2 separate regions of the Callithrix jacchus genome follow, and region 1 is linked to region 2. A link is a contact called in public Hi-C data. All regions are on one chromosome and are shown on one strand. The core of a region is the stretch at or near the end of the contact, and the rest is flanking DNA. Distances in the headings are between cores, read along the strand shown. Region 1 overlaps GYPC (glycophorin C (Gerbich blood group)). Region 2 holds the start of GYPC (glycophorin C (Gerbich blood group)).

Region 1 (4,060 bases), core at 47-2,546, 35 kb before region 2:
ACTTTGCATGATACATCATTTTCTAAACTGCCTTGTACATATTTATAGATGAAGGCCTGAAAGCTTGGGTCACCAGGGAAAGGTCTCGCTTTTGGACCAGGCTTCTTCCATCACTGCTTCTGTGAGCTCCCGACTCATCCTCTCCACCATGGCTCCAGGACTGTCAGCTCTTCTGGCTGCTGGACATCCCACTGAGCTTGCATGCCCATAATCCTCCCAGGGAGATCTATGGGACTTTCTGCCAACTCCCAGGTGGAGATGGTGCAGCCTTGAGAAGCCTGGGCCCCAGGAAGTACCTAGGTGATCCCAGCACCTGGTGTGCAGTCTTTAATCTCACAGCTGCTGGTCCCTGAAGTGACAGCTAAGCTGTTGGGAATCTTGGAATAAATCACCTGGAAAGTGATGGTTAACCAGTTCATCTTCTCTTACTGCACCACACAGTTGATGACACTGGAAGATAGGGAGCTCTGAGCACTTGATCCTCAACGCTGGCAGTCAGTGTTGAGGAAATCAGCATCATTTCCATGTGAGGGAGAACACCAAAGCCAGAAGGGTCAAAAGAGTTGTTCAAGGTTCTGGGAGCTGGAAAGGGGAGCTGGGATCCAAAATCAGGCAGTGGAGCTCTGCAGTCTCTGCTCCCAGCACTGGTTGCCATGGTCACTGTTATCGGAAGGATGGGTGGGATTCACTCACAGTTTTGGATCAGGTCCATTTGTTCTAACACTGCATCTTGGAAAATCAGTGCTTCAGCCAGTGCCCTGGCCACTGGGACAGGCTATTTCTAGAGGGACATATCACCCTTCGTTTTGTTTCATACAGCTGGTGCCTCTGCAGGAAGAGGAAAGCTGATCACTCATCCTTCCTCCCTTGGCAGGCTTGGGAGCTGCCTGTACTGGTTGTGCTCTCTGAGAACTGGCCCTTGCAGGAGCCAGAAATGACTGCCCTGGCCCCGTCAGAGAACATAATATCGGACAGGTGAAAAGCAAGCCCTGGGTGGCGTTTATCTTTCCCCAGACAACTATAGTAATACTGTTGGACTCTGAATGCTCGGTTACGTTTCAAATTTATTTCCAATTGTTCTGAGCTGGATCAATGGGAGACAAAGGTACCTTTTAGCTCTGGCATCTGCTGTTCCCCGCAAATGTCAAGGGCTGACATTTGATGCCATTATCCCCAGTCAGCATACAGATGACTTATTTCCTTGCTTCCCCAGCCCCTGGGTACCCAGCACCCCTTCATCCTCAACAAGGACTTTCCTGCTAGTGACATGATGTTGTCCTGCACTGCCCAGGGGCCCTGTGTGCCCAGACTTTCTCCCACCTCGGTGGAGCAAAGGGTGGCCTCTGAGGTGGCCACTGCCTCCATGGGTCCCTGGGCGAGGCCTGATGAAGCTTGAGTCCTCCTCCATTCCTTCCTGGGCAGGCACCTAGTGTTCCCAGGTGCGAATCTTGGGAAGGAGCAAATGCTCTCTCCGGCTGCCTGGTGGTATCAGTAGGGGTGCTGGACAGTGGGGTACATTTTTCCTGATGGAGCTGAAGGCATTTGGGGAAGTAAAGTTTGTTGCCCCTCAAATAAAGTACTCCTTTCTGCTGCTGTCACCAGCATCCTGGAGGGCAGGGTCTCCCTGCAGTGCTGCGTCCGCACTCTCAGCAAACTCTGTGCCCTTGGCCTCATTGGTGTGGTACGTGCCCTTGTGCCGGCACATGTAGTGCAGCATGACGATGAGGAGGCAGACTAGGACGATGGCCACAGCGGCAATCACACCTGCAGGTGGGAAGATGTGCAAAAGTCAGCCTGAGCAGGGGCCCTGGGACCCTGGGTCCTGATGGGGGTCAGGACCCACAGGGGTTGTGTGAGGACAGATACGCTGCCACAAGCAAAACACATGCTCCTTGATTTATGATGGGAACCAGTTCCTGTAAACCCATAATAAGTCAAAATTATTGTAAGTGAAAAATGCGATTAGTACACCAAACCTACTGAGCGGCAAAACTTGGCCTGGCTTAGAGTAGCTTAAGCAGCCTCAGAACACTTACATTAACCTGAAGTTGTGCAAAATCATCTGGCCCAGAGACTATTTTATAATAAAGTGTATCACACTATGTATTGCCAGCCTGGGAAAGGATCAAAACTCAAAATTCAAAGTACGGTTCCTACTGAATATGTTTGAACCACTGTACGTCGGAGACATCCGTACCAACCCCAGACAGGCCACTTCATTCCTTTCACGTGCGTCATCAGCCTGTTGTGCGCTTGCCCTGGATCTCCGCCTTGCTAAAATGATCCTCCTCTCTCCTCTCCTCTCCCTCCTTCTCTCCCTTCTCTTTTTCTTCCCCACAGTTGTGCTACTAAGCACTCTGCAGAGAGCCTAGGATCCTATCCCAGGACTGAAACTCTTTTGGAGGTTTTCCATTGTAAAACCAGGAAAGTCCCAGAAAACAGTGCAGCGCTTGTTGCTCTACATACAGTATATGGTGGGTGGGGGGATTAGGCTATTCACTGTGCTTGGGGCAGGTTGTACAGCTTGTGTTTTCCAAAGGCCTGATGGCCCCTCCTCACCACCCTGCTCCCATTCCTTCCTGGGGAGTGAGGACTGTGGTGAATCTGCAGGAGGATCAGGACTTGGCCACAGAAAGGACCAAAGTAGGAGAGGGTCATGAGAGGGTGCCAAGCTGGTATGTATTGGGGGTGGTTACCCTTCACTTCTGCTGGGACTCCAGAGTGGTGGGGAAGGACAGTGTGAGGCTGCCCAGGAGGGATCAGATCATTCAGGGCCTGGAGAATGAGGGGGCAGCAGTCTCATGGGGTGGGGTGTTTGAATTTGGGCATTTACTCTGAAGCTGCAGAACAAGCCTCTGTCTTTTCTTAGAATGAGGGTTTATCTGGAGGCCTTGGGGAGGGACTGCTGGAGAATATGGAAAGTCTAAAACTGCTCCCAAGTGCCATCATTACGGAACAATTTCCTAAACTTCCTACTGCCTTCAGGGGAACAATTGTGTCTGCATAATGTTAATAATACCATCTAAGAAGAAAAAGAGCTCAGCGGCGCAATGAGTTGGAAACGCCAGGTTACACAGAGTCCAACAGGTGTCTTTGATTGCTTGCTGCTGCTGCTTTCTCTTTCTTTTTAAATTGTAGATGTTTCCTGAGTTATTAATAAGCTGCTGAGAAGTATGGACCTCAAAGAAGGACACAGGACACACAGCACCTCCAAAACTTGGTTGTTCCTGAAACACAGTTCGCAGTCACAGCCATGACCCATGGGGAGCCACGTGCCCAGGGTTCAAAGCAAGGTAAAAGTAGGCTCACATTTCCTTGAGGAGAGAAGGTTTGGGGCACATGGACCCAGGGCAGAAAATAATGTGAGATGAGGGAGATGGCAGAGAAGTCCAAGAAGCCTGGTCTGTCTACCTTCATCCCACCTCCACCCTTAACCTCCCTCACCAAAGCTGCTGTCTCTCTAGCCCCTGAATTCCTATGAGGGGCCAATAAATATATGTACATATGTACATACATGCATATTCACCCAGGGCTAGACTTCTCCATTCCACATTCAAAACCACCACTGAAGGACAGAAAAAAATGGCCATAGCCACCCCTACCCAAGTCCTTAGGTCAGTTCTCTCTGGATGTTTTCATCAAGGCCCCTCACCCTGGCTGCTTGAAGGGCTCTGCAGTGACAGCTCACCTGCAATGATGGCAATGTCTGTTGCAGTGGAGGTAGAGGCCATCCCTGGATCAGGCTCTGTGAACAGAGGACAAAAGTCTGAGGTCAGAAAGACTCTCCATGCCTAGAAGTACTGTGGCCCAAGCTGGATCCTTTGCTCAGGTGTGAGCAACTCTGTGAATGAGCCCTGGTGGACAGGGGCAGTGTGGTGCAGCCACTGACTCCTGGCAGGGGTGCACAAACCAGGAACCAGGTTCTGCTTGGTCAATGATGGATTGGAGGGAACTGTATGAACCTGAACCAACAGGTCACTCCAGGCCCATTTGAGTTCTCTGCTGTATGCCTGCACTGAGGGTGGTGCCTGCACCTGGTAGATGCCCAACAGATATCCGT
Region 2 (4,477 bases), core at 810-3,309:
TCTGCTTCTGCCAGAGGTGGTGAATTCTATATAAAGCTGCCAAACCTGGCCGTGTCTCCTCACTGAGCCTTGACCCCTTCCATCCAAGGTCAAGGTAAACGAATTGCTGTGCATGACTCACGCATAGTAACTGTGGCTTTGGGACTTAGTCCACCTGAGCAGAGCAAGCCTGCCTGGAGGAAGTGGGTCCTCTCCACTCTAACCTCTGGATCTAATGAGCAGCTACATAAACTGAGACAGGATATAGACACATCCTGCCTGAGTTAGCAGCAAGAAATAGCTGCCTCCCCCCACCCCCCTGCAGTTCCCACACAGCAGGGATCCTGCCATAAATCAATCGGAAGTCTAATGTGTAATAGCACGCCAGCAAGGGCTGCACCGCTGTATGTCTCCCAAGGTAAGTGTTGAAGGTCAGAAACCTGAGTCCTGGAGAACTGCTTGTGGGGCTAGGCTTGGCTGGGCACGGGGCGGGGGTCTAGCAAACCCATCCTCTTCAGACATGGGGATGTCTTTCAGTCTCACCTCCTCAGTGCCTAAATTGGAATAAGGACAGTGGCTTCTGTCCCTTTAACCCAGGCCCCGCCATATACACACACACAAATACATGCTCAAGTTAGACACATACGCAAACACACTAAAGCATGTGAACTCTGGAAACCACGTACAATTATATGAAGATGCCCGGCCTGGATCCAGCACTTAGGGTGTGTCCGTCTCTGTGTGGAGCCATTTATACACACTTCTTACTGCTAAGATGAGGACTCTCCTGGTATTATTCCTAATTTGCAGATGAGTAATCTGGAGCTAAGAGAGACTGCCTTGCTAAGAGGCAGTGCAGATGATCCCAGTGCACACTCAGGGGCCTTACTCCCAAGCACCTTTGATGTTCCTCACTCCCAGGCTGGCCCAAGCAGAACCATGGGCACACGCAGTGCTGCGTACACAAGTAGACTGAAGCCACGTTTATCCATGCCAAGCTCCGGCAGGGTGAGGGATGAGGCCTCACAGCCCTCTGGATTTCAAAGACTTCTAAGAGAGTTGGTGTCTCCAATACCCATATCGTTATCATGTTAGTAAGGTAACGTTATCACATGATAGGCTCAGGATAGCTCCTCTCTGACAGACTCTCAGGATCGGACGCCAGGATGAGGGATAACAGGGGCATGCATTCGGCTTTTTGGTTAAATAAAATGGTAGTTTTTATTGCAAAAGCCCAGTGGCAGAGGAAAAGGGCAGAGAGAGGCCCAGCAATGTTTCCAAGCACCTATAAAAACTTTCATCGCATTGGATTTCCCGTCAGCAAGAAAACGTGACGGTTTAAAAGAGAAAGAAAACAAGCAGCGAGGAATTACAAATCCCCAAAGGATTCAGGCCCGCGACTCTCCCGCGTTTGTGTGCCCCTGCGGCGCCCAGCGGAGCCAGCACGTCCCTGGGCAAGGCTGGAGTTGCCTGAAATTCACCCGGGCCCGCCCGCCAGCCTCAGGCTGGGCAGAAGCACAGACACAACTTGTGGACTCTTTCCTAACTGTTCTTTAGGGGGACGATTCTGGCCCTTGACACTTCACATGCCACGCACAAAGAAACACAAAGCCGGCGACGCGCCCTGGGCGAGCGGGCTGGAGGCCTCTCCAGCTCCGGGCGCGTGGACGCTGCGCGACGGTGTCCGGGACGCGGGACAGGGACAAGGCGCAGCCCAGGCGCCGGGAACAGGGGGCTGGAGTCGGGGATCTGAGCCCCGCGGGCGCCTCCTCCGCCGAGAGGCCGGGCACGGATCGGGACACCCGGGCGTACGTGGCAGCGGCTTGGCCCCCGGCTGCTTGCTGCGGGCCGCGGCCTCCCGCGGGCCCCCAGGACCCCTCCCCACGGCGGGTACTCACCGAGGTCGAGGGGCGGCGCCGTGCGGTTGGGGCTGCTCATGGCCCACGGTCCTGGGCGTCAGACCGGGCAGACGCAGCGGAGACCCGCCGGGCCGGGCCGAGGGAGGGTCGCGCTCCCGGGCTCCTGACCCTCAGCGACTAGAGGAAGCGGCCACTTGGGTCACACGCCTCCCGCGAGGGCTGAGGGGAGGGGCTCTGGCCCGGAGATAGGCAGACTTCATTTATTTTTTTTCTGCAGACTTGGCTGGTGGGGTTTCCACCCTTTTTTTTTTTTTTAAACACACACCCGCCCACTTCTGAACTCTTCTGTACTCCAACTTTCCTGCGCAAGAACCACGCTTTTCTAACCGTTTCTCTTTCCATCTGCCACTACCGGATACAGAGGTTGTGGTTGAGAAGTCCCCCTGGAGTGCAAGGAAAACTCCCTGATGTGAAATGATGGCCTGGCCCAACACTGTCGGGGATGGTGACCAAATAGGGCAGAACTGTGTTGAAATCTTGGCTGGCTGCGCCGCCGCTGGATAGCTGGGTGGCCTCTCTGAGCCTGCCGCGGGGCATTTGTCCCTGGGGAGAGTCCCTGTCTTGTTGGCCTTTGCGAGCCCTGTACCCATGGATGGCCTGTTTAGCAAAGATTATTCCAAAACAGGAAGAATTGCTGGGCAAGTGTCAGGTGATTTGTTCCCATTGCCTTTGTCTGAAGCTGCCAGAAGTAGTGGAGTTTGTGAATTTGTTCTACTTTTGACATGAAAACCTCCACATGGATTTCCATACATACCTTGGTTCGTTAAATGCAAGTCAACTGTCACCACCTACAAAAAATGTATCATAGCATTATCTGCCCATTTTGCCCAGGAATTTGAGGCCCTTGTTTTAAAACCCCGCCCAGGGGAACACCCTGTACTTCTCCTGTGTGACGTCTGAACCGTCCTGTGCTGCTTTTCATTGTTTACTTCATAGTTTCCCAAGCACTTCTGTGACTCCCTCCTCTCCTCTACCTTCTGCCATTAAGGCCTGTCCTGCACAATCTAGAGAGCCAGGCCAGCTGTCTGTACAATGTGTGAGCAGTGCCTTTGGGGCTGTGCTCTGTGTTGAATACGATGAGAGGCTGACCCCTAGAGATGTGCAGCGCAGAAGCTTTGCTCCCCTCTACGTGGGCTGCACAAGCTCCAGGCCTTCTTGCTGCAGTGGGAAAGCACTCACAATTCTCTTCTGTTAGGTCGTGAAGAACCCCCACTGCTTACAGATCTTTAGTCAAACTGCCATGTGCAGCACGGGCATGCTGATCTGAAGTAAACTACTCACAGAATGCCTTCGGCCTGGTGGGGAAGCCCTGAATCTTGATTTCCTCATGCATAAAATGGAGGCAAGATCACCTGCATGCCAGGGTTTTACAGAGGCAGTGATGGTAGAATCCCAGTGGGAACAGAAAAGGCATTTAATAAACTAACGAGCAACGATGACTTTAACAGTTTCATTTTTTTTTTTTGGTAATAGATACAATAATGTCTAGGTGGGACAATAGTCCTCCTCCCCTTCCTTCTAACTTTCCAATTGCATTTCACATAATTAAAGTTGTGAAATGTTATTTTCACAAATAATTAAAGTTATTTTCTCTTTAATTATGTGAAATGCAACTGGAGAATTGGACAGAGGCAGAAACTCCTTCCAGGTAACCAAAGAACAAGTCATTAGGTCCTTGCAGCATGCTTATAGAACCTACTGGCCTTAGACATGATTTAGAACCTACTAGCCTTAGACATAATCATAAGAGATTTCCTTAATTTCTTAGGGTAGGACAGACTGAAGGCATCAAAATGTTGTAGAAAATTCCTTACAGAAAGGAAGCCAAAAAATTAATAAACTAAACAGCGAAAGTGGAGAGCCCCACACACTACAAAAGTCAGATACAAGAATAAAGTAGCATTTGTTCCAGAACTAAAGCATTCTCAGCTCCAACTTTCACTGGAGGATGTGGCAGTTCCTTGCACTATTAAAGAGCAAGGGCTCTGGAAATCAATCTTCGTTAGTTACTGCGTACGAGCTGGGTAGTCTTTAGCAATTTACTTTCTTTCTCTAAGCCTCAATTTTCTTATCCTGGAAATTAGAGCAATCTACAAAGTTAGGCTGTTGTAAGTAAGATATTTGATAATAATTAGTGAGACAATTACAATGAGAGCACACTGGAGTTACTTAAAGATGTTGGCCCCCTTCTTCCTCTAACACATACTTTGTTTATAGTAAGGACCCCAGATCATTTGAAAAAGAAAGTAAATAGTGTTTCATAGTGTGTAACAAATTAGAAACATTTGATATATTTCAGAAAATTTAACTGTGGAAGTTCCTAATGTTAACTAAATGACTATTATATTAAGAAGAAAAAATAATTATATGAAAAATTTGATTATATGTTAACAGTCTGATATTAAGTCAAGAAATGCACTGTTAGTGTGTCTTCATGTGCTGGAAATTTTTTCATGAAGTTAAAAAAAACTCAGTTATATCTTGCAACAATAAACTAGTTCTTATCTCAACGAATTCCCATAAATACTCTTAAAGGGAGTATTGCCAAGAGTCCATTGTGAAGCTGAGAACCCAGAGGT

The links. Hi-C and Micro-C count contacts between places; a contact is called where the count stands out from the background.
Region 1: a contact with region 2 is called in a Hi-C map of skeletal muscle, with 3 times the contacts expected there. The contact joins the enhancer-like site here to the promoter of GYPC in region 2. A contact is called at or near these places in 2 of 3 Hi-C or Micro-C datasets (both in skeletal muscle).

Annotation. Positions count from the first base shown.
Region 1 is chr6:111,521,432-111,525,491 of calJac240_pri, reverse strand. It overlaps GYPC (glycophorin C (Gerbich blood group)), which reads right to left. Exons shown (of 3, transcript XM_008999045.5): 2 at 3,689-3,745; 3 at 1,050-1,764. The coding sequence ends at 1,568. Among named protein-coding and RNA genes, the nearest start is that of GYPC, 34 kb to the right of the region's middle. Within about 2 kb of position 1,296, at least 3 of the 16 cell types and tissues checked have an H3K27ac peak or open chromatin away from gene starts, as enhancers often do. A contact at or near this core is called in skeletal muscle, where this site is marked.
Region 2 is chr6:111,486,803-111,491,279 of calJac240_pri, reverse strand. It overlaps GYPC (glycophorin C (Gerbich blood group)), which reads right to left and starts at 2,059. Exons shown (of 3, transcript XM_008999045.5): 1 at 1,878-2,059. The coding sequence starts at 1,917.